2 separate regions of the Mus musculus genome follow, and region 1 is linked to region 2. Evidence: chromatin contacts called from public promoter capture Hi-C data. All regions are on one chromosome and are shown on one strand. The core of a region is the stretch at or near the end of the contact, and the rest is flanking DNA. Distances in the headings are between cores, read along the strand shown.

Region 1 (3,627 bases), core at 193-2,692, 240 kb before region 2:
CATCAACTGGAAAGCAAACATTCAAATATATGAGTCTGTAAAGGCTATTCTCTTTCAAACCACTACACCAGTAGAGCTGAGAAAGTCTTGTATTAAGAGGAAGCACCAGGAAGCCCTGAAAACTTGAAGATGCTGATTCCTTGACCCTGAGAAAGAAGGAACTGAAGACGACCTCGTAGCCCTACAGCGCATCAGTTTCTTTGCTCAAGGAACTGAGAGGAGGGAGAGGAGCAGCCAGTGAGGGCTGGGACAGCAGACTGGTCAGGAGTGCATTGCAGCCACTACATTGAAACAATAGCCAGTGTTGGTAGGGAAAGGCTTGGCTGTATCATGCTTGCAGAGACAGAGAAGCCTTAAGGATGTAGCTCCGCCCGCAGTGCTAGGCCCATAAATTATCAGGATCTGGAAATACAGAGTGAAGGCAAATTCTCAGACTTCAGGCTTACTTTGATCCCTGTATCATGCCCTCTAGGAGATCCGTTGGGCATTGTGGGAGCTCCTAGTCCTGTACTCTTTGGTGTGTTCTGCCAGGGTTCTTTGTGATTATTACACACCTAGTGTAGACCTGTACCTTTGGCTTTATCATAGACTCTGAGAGCTCAGACACTGAGAGTTCAGTGTTAGACTAGCAGGACCTGAGTAAATGTTTGCTAAGTGAAGACCAGGAGATGGCACAATGTGCCAAGGAATTTTCAAAAGGCCAGAGACCTAAAATGGGTCCCCTATATCCACATGGTGGAATGATCTGACTGACGGAAGAGGCATTTCACATGTGTGGCATGGCATTCACACATGCATATAAACACATGCACAAGAAAGAAAGAAATAGAAAAAAATGGAAAGTGCTCCTTAAGTAGATAAAGAACTATGAAAGTTGATCTCAGCAGGAGCTGGCTAAAAGAGGAAACATATATTACAGAGGTGGTGTGAATAAGGAATGAGACTTGCGAAGTGCCACATTGTGGTGTTTCAGTGAAATAGCCAGGACACATGTGGAGGGGTCCATATAGACCCTAAGATCACTGTAATGGACATATTCTGAACACATTCTCTCCCTCCTTCCCTCTCTTCTCCCCCTCCCTCCCCCTCCCCTCTCTTATCTTGAATACATACCTACTTGAAGAAGCCCCCCAGGCTGTCTCTGTTACAGATTCCTGTTCTCTGAACTCCAGAACAACACTAACATCTGCCCAATGAGTACAAGGACAGTGATCATGGTTTGAATTGACTTAGGCTTGAATATAGGACTCCCTGTGTTACAGAAGGACTTCAGATGGCATGATATACCTTTCTAGGAGGCCAAAGAGCAGGAATAGAGATTGCTTTGGCTTCCTGCTGGCCTGCTCTTCTTTGGCAATACGAACTTTGCCCCGCCCTAGTGAATTTCCTGCCTACTTTATTTTAGGTCCAAATTCCTGCCTAGGCAAGACCCACATCTTTTATTTCCTGTCCATAGCACACAGATATCCTGGAGCAACACAGACTCAGATCTAAGAGCTGACTATGCCACTATACAAACTTCTTGGATGGCTGAATGCTGTGGCCTGTGGGGTCCTGCTTCTCGTTCTGCATGTGCAAGGTGAGAGTCATTCAGTGAGCAATGAGGAACAGGTCAGAGCTGCTCAGTTCCTCGGAGTCAGCAGGTTCGTTTGTGGGAGGGAAGTCACCAGGGAGGGAAAAGCTGGTAAAGATGGCAGATAAAAAGGGTGGAAAATGTGTGCCTCCCAATGCCTTCACCAAAGCCCACAGAGTGAACCCTGCTGCACATAGAGGGTCAGCAATACCTATGAACACCCCTTTCCAAAAACAATCATTCCAGTGGAAGAAGGGCTAAGAAGTGCTGCACCTGAAGGTTAGAGGAAAGAGAGCAAAGGTATCATTTCCTCTCTCCCTGTGTGACTGTGGCTGCTACAGACCTTTCGGTGATGATGAAAAGAATACATCCATGCTGTCAAGTGGCTCTGAGCATGTCTCCTCCTTAGAGACATGCCCTGCTACCATTCAAAAGGAGTATAAGTAATGTTCCTGGCTTGGGGGTTATGTAGAAGCTCCTACTCGCACATCCCACACCTGAGCCTACACACCCCAAATTCCCTTCCCCATGGGCACTTAGTGAAAATAAGGTGGGAATAAACCATGTAGTGGCAACTGCCTGGGCAAAACTAACCATGTTGGCATCTCCACCCACAGGTCAGGACTCAGCCAGCCCCATCAGGAACACACACACAGGCCAGGTGAGAGGCAGCCTTGTCCACGTGAAGGACACTGACATCGCTGTTCATACCTTCCTGGGAATCCCCTTTGCCAAGCCTCCTGTAGGACCACTGCGCTTTGCACCTCCTGAGGCCCCTGAGCCATGGAGTGGGGTGAGGGATGGGACCTCACATCCAAACATGTAAGTTTTGGACCTAGACAATTGCAGGCCGGGGGTAAAAGCATGCTTTAAGCTCTGGGAGCAAATGAAATGCTTCCTTCTTCTCAACCCCATAGAAGTTTTCTGTCTATGATGTGCAGTGCGTTGTGCATTTTTAGATACATAGCTAAGGCTTCTAATAGAAAAAACTTTGCCAGTCTCCTGGGTCAAAGATCAGTTCCTATACGTTATCTCTCAGTTTTGCAGTGAGAAACAGATATGAATGGTTCCTAGATTCAGAATATGCCAAGTGATCTCTGCCACCATAAATGAGGTCTATGGACAAAGGTCAGTATAAACACCTTAACCAGCAAGAGCCCAGAGTCAAGTATAATGTACTATAAGTCTCTCAGGAGGGCAGCAGTGATGTGTCCTTTCACAACTCCAGCCTCTACAGTTCCTCATACAACCAAAGGAGCCAAGTGCCATTGTCCAAAGAAACATATAAAACCTTCCTCTGAAGATTACGTGTGAAGTAGAGGTCCTGAGAGTTTCTGGAAGTAGGGTAAAGAACATCCCATGGGTCTTTGGGACATTGTTTTTGGGACATTGTCCACTGCACCCCTTAGTGCCTGTGTAGGTATTGCACAACATTATCTTGGTATCTTCATTTTGTTTCTTGTAGCTGTGATAAAATACCTGGTAAAAAGCAGGTTAAGACAGAAACTGTTTATTATGGGTCACAACTCCATGTTACCATAGACTACAAGGGGGAAACTTAAGGGAATAAATAATATCACATCTTTAAATGGGACCAGAGAGCAAGGAATGCATACCTACTGCCTAATGTTCAGTTTGCCTTCTCTGTTCATACTATTCAGAAGCCCCTTCTTAGAGAATGGTTCCCCCCATGGTTGAAAAGTTTACCACCTCAATTAACAGAATCAAGGAAATCCCCATAGGCTAACCTGATCTAGACAATCCTTCACTGAGACTATATTCCCAAGTGATTCTATGTTATCTTAAGGTAAAAATTAAGACTAACCTTCTCAATAGGCATTAAAGAGTACTAACAGAACTGGTGCTTATCGCTGCTCACGGGAAATTATTCTCATAGAGCCTCCAGGAGTTCCCCAGAAGCCAAACTCAAAAAAGAATAAAATATATGCCTTCACCCAAGTGGGGACCTCTCTGGAAATCTGATTCTACCTCAGATTTCAATAAGCCTGCAGCCTTTACCATGGTAGGAAAAGGAAATCTTAGGGATACTAGAA
Region 2 (3,659 bases), core at 871-3,370:
AGGCAGAGGCAGGTGGGTCCCTGAGTTCCAGGCCAGCCTGGTGGACAGAGTAAATTCCAGGACAGCTAGCATTACACAGAGGAAACCCTGTCTCAAAAAACCAAAAATAATAGATAAATAAATGAATGACTAAGTGAAAAGATGGTAAAATAGCTGAAGATCCATCGATAGAAGTTGTTGGCATCCATTCATGCACCTAATCTGTTCTATAGGCTTGGGGTGGGATGGAGGGTGCCTGCCCCAAGAAGGAGATAATTCCATATTTGCTAATGGAAGGAGTATGTCTTTTAAAACCATCAACCTAATCACCTCCTTCCTCCTTTTTTGATTCTCTTTTTTGGCACAGGTCCTCGGCTCAAGAAATCTTCCCACCTCGGTGGCCAAAGTCGCTGGCACTGTAAGTACGTGCTGCTTACAAATTTCACTGCTAAAACCCCTGACCATGAAGGCTGGGACTGCAGCTCAGTGGTAAAGCGCTTGATGAGGTGAATCCCTGGGTTTGAACTGCACCGCCTAGACTGTGGTGGTTTGAGTGAGAAATGGCCCTCCCGTAGGCTCAGATGTTAGAATACTTAATCCCCTGTGATGGCACTGTTGAGGTGTGGCCTTGCTGGAGGAAATGTGTCCCCAGGGCCATCTTTGAGGTTTCAAAGCCACTGGCATTCCTAAATCTTATTCTGCTTTCTGATTAAAGATGTGAGCCCTCAGTTTCCTGCCTCTGTCACCATGCTCCACCGTTCAGGGATTCTAACCCTCTGGAGTGGTAAGCTCACACAAACTCTTCTTATAACGTGCCTTGGACATGGTGTTTTATCATGGCAGTATGTTTTACTCAAAACACACACACACACACACACACACACACACACACACACACACCACTCCCACCAACAAACCTTTAATTTTGGGTAATCAACTCTCCAGACTTCAGTTAAGATGATTAACCCTCCTAGTTTGTTAGGGACTGAGCAGCTTCAGAAGGCTTGGGGGGCGGGGGGAGGTCATTGCTAAAAATGAGAGCTGTCTATGGCAAACTAGGACAGTTCCTTACCCACGTTTAGGTCCCTATCTAATAAATGAGATTGGGCTGGACTAGCAGTGAAATTCTGCCAAAATCTGTATTCAAGCAGGCATTAACAACTGACCTCAGAACTGATTCCAGTGACTTATGAGTATCTTTTCACAATCCTTAGCATCTGGCCAGCTGCTGCCAAGAGTTGGCACTTACCTGCCATCCTTGAACTGAACTTTTAACAAACTGCGATTTTTAAGGATCAGAGTTTATTGAGGGTCAGCTTTAGCTCAAGCTCTGCTGCAAACCCCGAGTCTGGTTTTCTTCTGCTCTGGTAAGTTCTCTAGAACTTGCAGATCTTGGATTTTTTTTTTTTTTTCTTGTTTGATTGCACATTTGGGTAAAAATATGGACTGGCAACCGGTTACATATAATTAAGATAGTTTTCCTTTAAATGATGTGCTAGATCTACATAAACACTCTCCTACTAACGCCATGAACTTATGAGTGTGCATTTTAGAAATTACTAATCTGAGACTTACTGGTCTGGTACTTGTCTAAACCTTGTCTGCAGGCAGAGCTACACGGAATCCTAAGGCCAACCCCGTTTCAATAGCCACCACCTTTTTACACCATGATTTGGTTAGATGCTTACTTCCACCTTTCAGTGCACAGTCCACATCCCTCCCTGTATGCAAAGTCCTCTAAGATTTAGGTTTCCTTGAATTCAAGTGGCCCTTCTGGGGGTGACTCTGCGTGGCTGGCTGGGGAGCCAAGAAGTTCCAGATCGCTCACAAAGGGCCAAAAAAAAAAAAAAAAAGGTCTGCGGGTCCGCTTCTAGTTGCTAAGAGAGGGGCGGATCCCTTCTGGGCGGGTTGTTCGCAGAGAAGCCCGCGGACAGGCAAGGGGAAGTGCTGAGGAAGGAGCAGGGTTTCACTGCAACCCAGCGGCCCCGCAAGCGGGTGGGTGGCGCATGCGCGGCGCGGGTCGTGGAGTTGTGAATGGTGCGTCTTGTTTGCTAGAGTTTGAGGCGGGCGGGCGCGCGAGGAGGAGAAGGAGGAGGAGGAGGGGTGGGGCCGGCGCGGGGCGGGAGAGCGAGGAGGGCGGCGAGAGGAAGTGGCGGCCGCAGCCGGGGGAGGCTGGAAGCTGTGTCTGCGCGGGCGGGCGGGAGGGAGGACGGCCGGCAACGGCTGAGGCGGGCGGCGGTAGCGTGGGTTGGGCTCCAAGCACACGGCCGCACCTCAGCCTCCCTGGAGCGGGAGGCCACGCGGGCGGGCTCCTGAAACAAAGAGAAGCGGGAGTCCGGGTGCCGCGGGTGGGCGGTCAAGGCGGTCAGCACCGGAGCCCGCCAGCGGGTGCCCGCGCGAGCCTGGGGAGCGCGGCCGGCCGGCGCGGCCTGAGGGCGGGAAGATGCCGCGCGTCGTCCCGGACCAGAGGAGCAAGTTCGAGAACGAGGAGTTCTTCAGGAAGCTGAGCCGCGAGTGCGAGGTGAGGCGGTTGGGGAGGCGCGGAGGCCTCGGCGCGCCCCGAGTGGGCCCGGGGAGGAGAAAAGTTTGAGCGGCTCGGTTGCCGGGAAGCCCCCGGGACGGCGCGCCGGCCGAGGGGGAATCTCGCCCCGGCAAGCAGTCCGCCCACAGGCTCTGCTTGCCCTTATCGGAGCCGCGGGGAGCGGGCGGGCGGGCCGGCGGGTGCCGCCGCGGATTTGACTCCTGATTTCGGGGCCGTCTCTCTGCCTTGCAGATTAAGTACACGGGCTTCAGGGACCGGCCCCACGAGGAGCGCCAGACACGCTTCCAGAACGCCTGCCGCGACGGTCGCTCGGAGATCGTAAGTCGCCGGGGAGGGACCCCCCCACCCTACCCCCGGTGCGCGCGGGGAGGCCGCGGGGACCCAGGCGCGCGCCAGTCACTTGTTGCGCGCGGCCCCGGGCGTGTTCCGGACGGCGCCGCGGACGCTGCGGCTCCCGGAACTGAGCCGGGGGCGCAGGCTCACTTCCTTAGTCCGGATTCGAAAAGCAAGAAAGAGGCAGATGCTGGCGGGGCGGCTCGGCTCGGCCCTCGGGCGGACCCGCCTTCTCCTTGGCCCGCCGCGATGGTTCGGTTCGTGGGATGGTTTGCGTGTCCTAGTGCCGGCTCGGCAATCCGAGCGGAGCTCCAACCGGAGCTTGGCGGAGGTTGTCGCCTAGGCTGTGACCTCCGCCAGACATCGGGGTGCTTGTAGGAAGGATACAGCCCTACGTGTAAAGAATCATTGGAGGGGGATCAGCGATAGGCTTGTTTCTGAGAAGCGAGATTGGTAAATCTATATGAGAAGCTATCTCCCAGTACAGCCGAGAGTAAATCTATTCCACTTATCTGTTGTCCTAATAGAAGAGAGAGACTGTCCTAATAGAAGAGAGAGACGAGAGAAAGGGCCCCAGTGGATGAACAATTTTCTTTTCTTAAAATGTTAAGAATCCGAAAGAAATCTATATTTTCCTTTTTCTAACCTCGATGTGCCTGTCTGAGTATTGGAGTTGCTAAAGAATTGCCTGGTGCTACACAGACAAATCCCATAGTTCATCTAGAGGTTCCTGTTTTATATTTGAAGACTGCTATGGACTCGGCAAGTCCTGGGTTGAAAAATATCGAAGTGATCTAGTTCCTCT

Evidence for each region. Capture Hi-C pulls out chosen DNA fragments and counts their contacts.
Region 1: a promoter capture Hi-C map of liver shows a contact between it and region 2. The contact joins the promoter of Ces2e here to the promoter of Cbfb in region 2. A contact is called at or near these places in 2 of 39 promoter capture datasets (hippocampal neurons and liver) and 1 of 9 other capture datasets (liver).

Annotation. Positions count from the first base shown.
Region 1 is chr8:104,924,818-104,928,444 of GRCm38.p6, forward strand. Ces2e (carboxylesterase 2E) reads left to right here and starts at 1,443. Exons shown (of 12, transcript NM_172759.3): 1 at 1,443-1,579; 2 at 2,191-2,395. The coding sequence starts at 1,504.
Region 2 is chr8:105,168,554-105,172,212 of GRCm38.p6, forward strand. Cbfb (core binding factor beta) reads left to right here and starts at 2,121. Exons shown (of 6, transcript NM_001161458.1): 1 at 2,121-2,500; 2 at 2,753-2,839. The coding sequence starts at 2,423.